2 separate regions of the Mus musculus genome follow, and region 1 is linked to region 2. A link is a contact called in public HiChIP or PLAC-seq data. All regions are on one chromosome and are shown on one strand. The core of a region is the stretch at or near the end of the contact, and the rest is flanking DNA. Distances in the headings are between cores, read along the strand shown.

Region 1 (3,667 bases), core at 691-3,190, 33 kb after region 2:
CCAATGAATAAGGTATTTCATCCTCAAACATTTCATTATCTTCTAATACAGGAATCATATTTAAATATATAAGAAATTTAACAGCACCTGGAACTCACTGAAGAAAACCCAAAGAAACAGACCAGAGATGGTGATCTCTCATCACACCCTCTATCTACATACTTCCAGAGAAGTGTTTCACTGCAGCACAATTACTCCAGAACTATAACTTTTTACATCATTTTTTACATCATTCTATATTGTCTCAATTAACTTACACATCATTTAAAAGCATTGTTAGACTTCAAAACTCAAAAAGCCTAAAGCAGTACTCCAGCAATCTTATCTTTAAATCTGCATCTTTTATGAAGATGGGAATGTTATGTCTTTGAAGTTGTAGATCAGCAGTTCTTACCTGCATGGTCCAGATTCCATCCCCCCAGAGATATGTGGCACCATCTGTAAACAGTTTTGGTTGTCCTGACTGTAGGAAAAAGGGCTACTGTCTTCTACTGAGTAAAGGTAAAGGTGCTGCTAAAAACCCCTACAACTACCTCATCCAAAATGATAAAAGACCAAGGTAGTGTGCCTGTGGGTGTATGCGTATATGCACACTTGTTCCACTTCAATGTTCAATCTATTCTGCAGCCACTTTATATAAAGTAATTATGTCATAATTAAATTTATGTTGATATCTGCAGAACCAACCTACATATAGAAGAATATATGAATAAAGCCAAGTATTTTATGCGTAGTTATTTTAAATCAAACTCTGCAATGAATGACTCTCAGTACTAAATTTCAGCTCAGGGAATATGACTCTTAGATTTTGAAGCTGTGTATCTAGATAAATGGAAATTCTGAGAAATACTTTTCAGGTTTCCTTAATACTGAAAATCGAGACACTAGATTTTTTTGTCATCTGATTATGCCACACAATTTAGGAGTAGCTATTACAATAGCATAAAATAAAAGTTAGGTGCATAAAGACATCCTAGCACATCTTTCTACAACAACAACATTGTGTCCTACTTGTTACAATGCCGATACAATCAGAATCAAACATGAATACTTGAGATACAAAGTAACTAAGACACATTGGTTTAGGATCAAGTTTACTCGATAGTAACAACGTAACAATGTCCTCAGAAGATACTAAGAAAAAGAAAAGCTCAGAAGAGCAGTGCGCACAAGGGAGATTTAGCGAATTCCCTTCTCAAGATTTCCCAGAACCGTGCCCGCCCAGGTTTGTCAAGGAGATCTGTTTTGATTTGGCACGATTAAGTCAGAGGAGAGAACCCCATTTCAAGTCATCCAGGCAAACACAACCGCTTCCCCTGGCGTGGCGTATCCCCTGACAGTGGGCAAACTTACCTGGCAAGAAACCTCCCTGAAAGTGGCTGTGAGAAGTTAGAAGTCTGGGCGTGAGCTGTGGGAGAATCCGTCAATGCAGCAACCTGAGCATTTGTTAGAGAGAGTCCTACACACAGTCGTCTAATAATGATGGAGTCTAATAATGATAGATGCTCTCAGGCCAGCGCGGCCGAAGCGGGTGTGGGACACCCACCGAACAGGAAAACCTATGCCCCCCAGGCTCGAGAGGGCCTAAGTGGGGACCAGCAGGAAAGGACAGAGAGCAAGAGTCGAGACAGGGCCGCTAGGCCGGGTCCGAGGGGATGGCACCCACCTGCGCGACCTCTTCGCCATCCTTCAAGTACCGCATAGGCGCGGGCTGGGCGGGGACGCGGGGTCAGCCTCCTCCAGCCTGGGGCCAATGCTCCCTCTCCGAGACCCACCCGCCGCTTCCCCAACTCCTTCCCTCAGGTGACCGAGAGCGGAAAGCAGGCCCGGTCAGGTCAGGGCCAGGCGGGACTGAGGGACAGAGGGGCGGACCAAGACCCACTGCTCCTAGCCGCGGCCGGGCCCGGCCAGGGATGCCCTGGACATGTCAGGAGGCGTGCTCCCGCCCGCCGCCGCCCCGCCCGCCGCCGCCGCCTCCGCCTCAGAGCTGCCGGCCCTGCGCCGCTCCGTCACGGGCGCCGACCCCCGCCCTCTCCCCGCAGCGAGCAGCACTGCAGCACTCGCAGCCTCCTGCAGGGTTTTGTCCGCACCGCCGAATCTCGCGCCCAGCCTCCCTCAAGAGCCGCCGTTTGAATCTGCGCACGCGGCCCCGAACCTCATTGGCTGGGGCGGCCGCGCGCAGGGGGGCGGGGGCGGGGCGGCGAGGGCGCGCGCGGCAGAGGGCGGGGCCGGCGGGGCTAGAAGCCAGGATTGGAACTCGCGGGAGTCCCGGAGCGCCGTGGAGCCGGGGGAGGGGCGGGGCGGGATGGGGGAGGCGCGAGGCCGGTTCACGGGCCGAGGTGACAGGACACGGAACGCGGGGTGAGCCACCCAGTGGGGCGCGGAGATTGCTGGGAAGGCGAGTTTCTGCGCCCCGGGTGTGTGCCGGAAGAGGCGCCGGGGCCGATCCAGCCGCCGCCACCTCCGGAGGGGTGCGGAGCGTGCCTCTGGGGCGGGGACAGTCGGGGTCCTGGGCAGGGGAGGACCTCGCGGGCGCTAGTTCGCGCTGTGAGTCTCGCCACTTAAGGGCGCGGTCATCTACTTAACCTTCTAGCCAGGAAACTTGCGCGGCCGTTATTTTCTTAAGCATGTGTGAGTTAGTTCTGCGCCGAAAGGACAAGGAAACTGGCCAAGACCCTGTTGTTGTGTCTTTTGTTTTCCCCAGAGATGAATAAAAGTGTGATAAGTGGGGAGTTGTTATCTCGAGGCTTGCGTGGAACGGGAAAAGGTTGATAGTGCTCCAGAAGCTCAACCTCGTACTCCGTCTACAAAGGGGGCGGGATGCTCTTCGCGGGGAACCCAGAGTCCCGGAGGTGCGCCTGAAAGCTGGAGTAACTGAAATCTTGCATAGGGGAAGGGGCCTCTTACAGTTGCAACTTCTCAACAGTTACACGGTTAAAGAAGCATACAAGGAGATTATTAACTACAGTAGCGATTAGACACGGCGAAGAGCCCAAATTTGCAAGACACCATGCTCTACTGCATAGAGTGATGAACCACAGATCAATGTTGTTACAAACTGACATTTTTTGCTATTTTGAAACTGTACGCATCGTCTTTTGCAAATCAGAGATACAGGTGCAAATACAAATCAAGATGAGCTTGCAATTCAAAACAACCAGGTAGATACACACTCGCTTTTAAAAAAAAAATAACTTCCTTTTTCTCAAGATATATTTTGGGAAGGAAAAGCACTTTTAAATTATTTTCTGAGTTCCATAGTAGCTTCTAAAGAGAGAGACTAATTTAGAAATTAATATTTTTGAGACAAGGTGTTGTTATGTACCCCAGGCTGATCTTGAACTCAGTATAGAGCCCAGACTTTCTTCATGATCTACCTTAGCTTCACCAGGGCTACATGATGGAATGCTCCTCCTAGTCTTCAAATGTCATTTGGAAGCATATTTACTCTTGGGTATGCATTGTTCCATTTTTATTCTAACAGGAAGCAAAACTGATATTCTTAGGTTATGATCAGCTTTATACAAACAACCGTTTTAGAACTTGAAGGTAAGTGCATCAGATTTTTAAGTAAAATTTATTCTCATTGTTTTATATAGGGAAACGTCCTCCCAAAGATAGTATTACAGAATACTTTGAGACAAGGTGGTGTTATGTACTCAAGGCT
Region 2 (3,758 bases), core at 318-2,817:
ATCAACTGTTTTACATAAGACATTAAAGATCTGATTACCTGGCTGGCTTATCACTCCATAACTGACAAATAGAGCAGCAAATTACATGGTTATAAAAAATGAGCTAAAAGATCTTCAGAAAGTTTCTTGAATATAGGCAAAACTTTTTATGGCAATAGGAAATCAAAGCTATTTGTAAATCTGTTGTGTACGTATAACTATTCCCTGGTAATAACTAATTATTAAAACATTTACAAGATTTTCTAAGTTCATTGATGCTCAGAAACAAAATAATCATGGAACCAGGAAGAATAGAAGGAACATTTTATGAAGCACTCAGGAAATGCTTCATAGGCCTGGCTGACAATAACATTCTAGAAACAGTATAAAAAAAGGTAACATTGCAAACACAGGCATGAAAAAAGTATGTTCTTGGGAGAGCCAAGGCACCGGAAAAATTGAAATGAAGTGTGGAAACCAGCCCCAAGTTGAACATAAATAAGAATCATTATTATTAGACAACCCTAGAGATCTGGTCACATCTAATTGTGGTTACTATTTCCTTCTGCTTACATCTAAGGTGAGAACGGACCCAGTCCTCTGCAGTTTTATTTTACATACAAATGAACAGAATTCTGGTTTTACATACCAAGTCTTTAAAAAATTATGTAAGACTTCTACTGAGAGGCAAATTCATTTTCAGCAACTTAATTCCAACAGATTGCTAAACCTAAAAACTAAATAATGGTGGTGAACTCATCAAGATAATGCAATATTTCCAAAACCTAACTTGTGGCCATTTGACCCTTCCCAGATAACACTCTAATGATTTTGTGAGGAAATGCAGGGACAAAGAATGGAGCAAAGACTGGAGGAAAGGGCATCCAGATACTGCCCCAAATATGGATTCATCCCATCTGTAGAAAGCAAACCCAGAAACTATTGCTGATGCTAAGAAATTCTTGCAGAAGGACCCCAGTATAGCTGTCACCTGAGAGGCTGTGCCAGAGCCCAATGAATGCAGATGAGGATGCTTGCAGCCAATCATCAGACTGAGCAGAGGACCCAGATGGAAGAGATAAGGGAAGGACTGAAGGAGCTGAAGGGGTTTGCAACCCCATAGAAAGAACAACGTCAACAAACCAGAAACCCCAGAGCTCCCAGAGACTAAACCACCAATCAAAGAATACACATGGAGAGACCCATGGCTCCAGCTGCATATGCAGCAGAGGATGGCCTTGTCTGCAATCAAAGGATGGGGAGGCCCTTGGTTCTGCGAAGGTCTGATGCCCCAGCTTAGAGAAATTCTAGGGTGGTGGGGCTCCAGTGGGTGGGTGGATGGGGAAGGGCCTTTGTGGAGGCAGGTGGGAGGGGAGTGGGATGAGGTGTTTTTAGAGAGAATACCAGGAAGGAGGAAAACATTTGAATGTAAATAAACAAAATAACTGATAAATTTTTTTTAAAACCTCAAAAAAATAAAATAAAAGGAAGTTGAAAATGTTTCTGCATGAAGGCTGATGGAGAGGCCACATTTATTAATAGATGAAATTCCTGTAAAGGGAGTTCTAAGAACTCAATGTTAAACTCAGGTCTTAAGGGTTCAATCAAATCCCTTACTCAGAGCCACAGTGAAATGAGCAATGCCAAGCCAGCTTGTACACAGATGCTTTTATTTGGATGTTAATAGATTTCAACATTGTCTGCAAGATTCTCTTACAATGCAAAGTTTTTCATATATTAAAAAAACTCAATTTAATCAGTGTAATTGCTGTATTAATGTGAAAACCTTACAACAAAATGCAGTATTGGTATGTGTGAAGTCAGTTTCCATGCATGAATGGCTGCTACCTGTACGTCTGGCATCTTCAGAAAACTGAAGAATATAAATGAACAGTAGAAAAAGATGACTTAAGATGCCTAACAGTTTTATGATTACAAATCTTGCAAAAAAAAAAAAAAAAAAAAAAAACAACAACAAAGCAGTTAACTGGAGGATTCAACCAATACCAACCCAAATATGTACTCTGTCCCATAAGCTGAAGCTTATGTATAATACATTAACATTTGTGTTAACTTAATGCTCAAGAAAAATTATGTTTTAGAATATGTAACGTGTCTGAGTTATATACTTTGGCCACTGGAGATTATTACATCCAATCAGCTGAAGGCTACATTTTTTAAAAAAGGAATTATGTGCTATTGTTACCCCAAAGTAACTGAAATGATATATAGATTTTTTTCCACAATCATTGGTTTTACAAAGCAAAATTTCTGTGAGAAGTTCATTAATTAGAAAAAATAAACATTTAACATGCTAAGAAGATTCAAATTGTTTTACCTATTGTTATCAAGAAGGCATAATCTTAATACCACCACACATATTCTTTACTTCTCACTAACATATAGTATGCAAAAACTAGCAATTGGATTTAAAGCTTAAAACCCTTTAGGTCTACTGTTGAAGAACTAGGCATTAAAATATTCAGTAGTCCCATTTCTATTAACAGATAAATAGAGTTTTAAAAATCTTAAGCTGTTTGGTTTGGTTTTGAGGCATAGTGGTGTTTTGGTCTTTGTAAGAATCTGCTTGGGAATAGTTGAATCCATTAGTTAACTTGAGAACGTGCCATCATTTGCTTATCTTTTCACACAGTGCAAGTGGTGGTCGCTCTTTCCATCTCTCATAGCAGCAAGCCGATTCTGCTACTTTCTATAGCAGCATACTTCAGGAGTGGAGAGGGAGAGAGTGTGTCAATTATAAATAATTCAAACTACAGTGTACAATTCTATTTGCCTGTCAGTGTTTAGGTTGACAGCACACCATTATACATCTCAAAAAATTACATAAAATCTCTACCACATAAGCAAAGACATTCTTTCAAAAAGAGATAAAATAAGTGCAAACACCTAAACAGGCAACTGAAGCAAATGTTGTAATCTGGAAACACAAAACATTTATAAAAGGACAAAAATATTTGTATAAATAAAGATAATATTTTCTACTTCTGAAACATTGAGTAAATACAATAAACTTCTAAGTGCAGACTGTTTTAGGGAACAAGGTACCGTATTGTTTTTTAAACAAAATGAAAATTTCAAACACATATACAATTCACCAGATTAATTTATATGACCCTCCAATATAATTTAAAAAGAAAATATTAAATTATTATTTAGTACATTTTAGAACTACTTTAAAACCAACATGATTTAAAGGATATAGTGCAATATTTAGGTAGATGTGACATACAGTTTAGATATTGTATTCTTTGCAGCTATAACTTAACTATTTCATACTTGAAAGTCAAAGTTATTGTTTACTATGTTAGCTGTAATGGCAAGAAACAACACTGGCTTCTAGACACCCTGTATATATAAATATCTACATTTAAGCTTTAAAAATGAAAATAAGTTATAAAAACAGACATCTTTCCAATTTACAAAGTTTTCTTGCTCCTATATACTGTACAATACATTCAACAAAATTCTCAGCTCTTCTGAGACTTATGAAGAAATACTGACTCTTTACTAGTAAGAAAAAGCCCATTTTCAATGCATTTTTAGTACTATGCACAAATAAATATCCTTAACACTGTAGTTAATTTCATTGTTTCTGAAAAATACCAAAATTAGTAGTGCAACTTCTAGCTTCCTTGAGACTCCTTCCCACTGTGTTTCTTTATGAATGGTAGTCTTAGTAAATCAGCACACATGCAAAAGTACTTCATAAAGCCTCTGTGCTTCCTAAATGTAGACTTTCAGAGGTCACACATACTTAA

The links. HiChIP or PLAC-seq counts read pairs in DNA pulled down with a chosen protein or histone mark.
Region 1: a contact with region 2 is called in an H3K4me3 HiChIP or PLAC-seq map of the 230-238 cell line, with 22 read pairs. The contact joins the promoter of Mybl1 here to the enhancer-like site in region 2. A contact is called at or near these places in 3 of 39 promoter capture datasets (the HPC-7 cell line, embryonic stem cells and macrophages), 1 of 484 Hi-C or Micro-C datasets (centroblasts), 5 of 115 datasets of contacts at active chromatin or transcription factors (the 230-238 cell line, CD8 T cells, the SCID.adh cell line and 1 more) and 3 of 9 other capture datasets (adipose tissue, liver and pancreatic islet).

What each region holds. Positions count from the first base shown.
Region 1 is chr1:9,698,269-9,701,935 of GRCm38.p6, forward strand. Mybl1 (myeloblastosis oncogene-like 1) reads right to left here and starts at 1,941. Exons shown (of 15, transcript NM_001290397.1): 1 at 1,667-1,941. The coding sequence starts at 1,686.
Region 2 is chr1:9,665,779-9,669,536 of GRCm38.p6, forward strand. It overlaps Mybl1 (myeloblastosis oncogene-like 1), which reads right to left. Exons shown (of 15, transcript NM_001290397.1): 15 at 1,633-3,758. Among named protein-coding and RNA genes, the nearest start is that of Mybl1, 33 kb to the right of the region's middle. Within about 2 kb of position 1,568, at least 3 of the 459 cell types and tissues checked have an H3K27ac peak or open chromatin away from gene starts, as enhancers often do. A contact at or near this core is called in the 230-238 cell line, where this site is marked.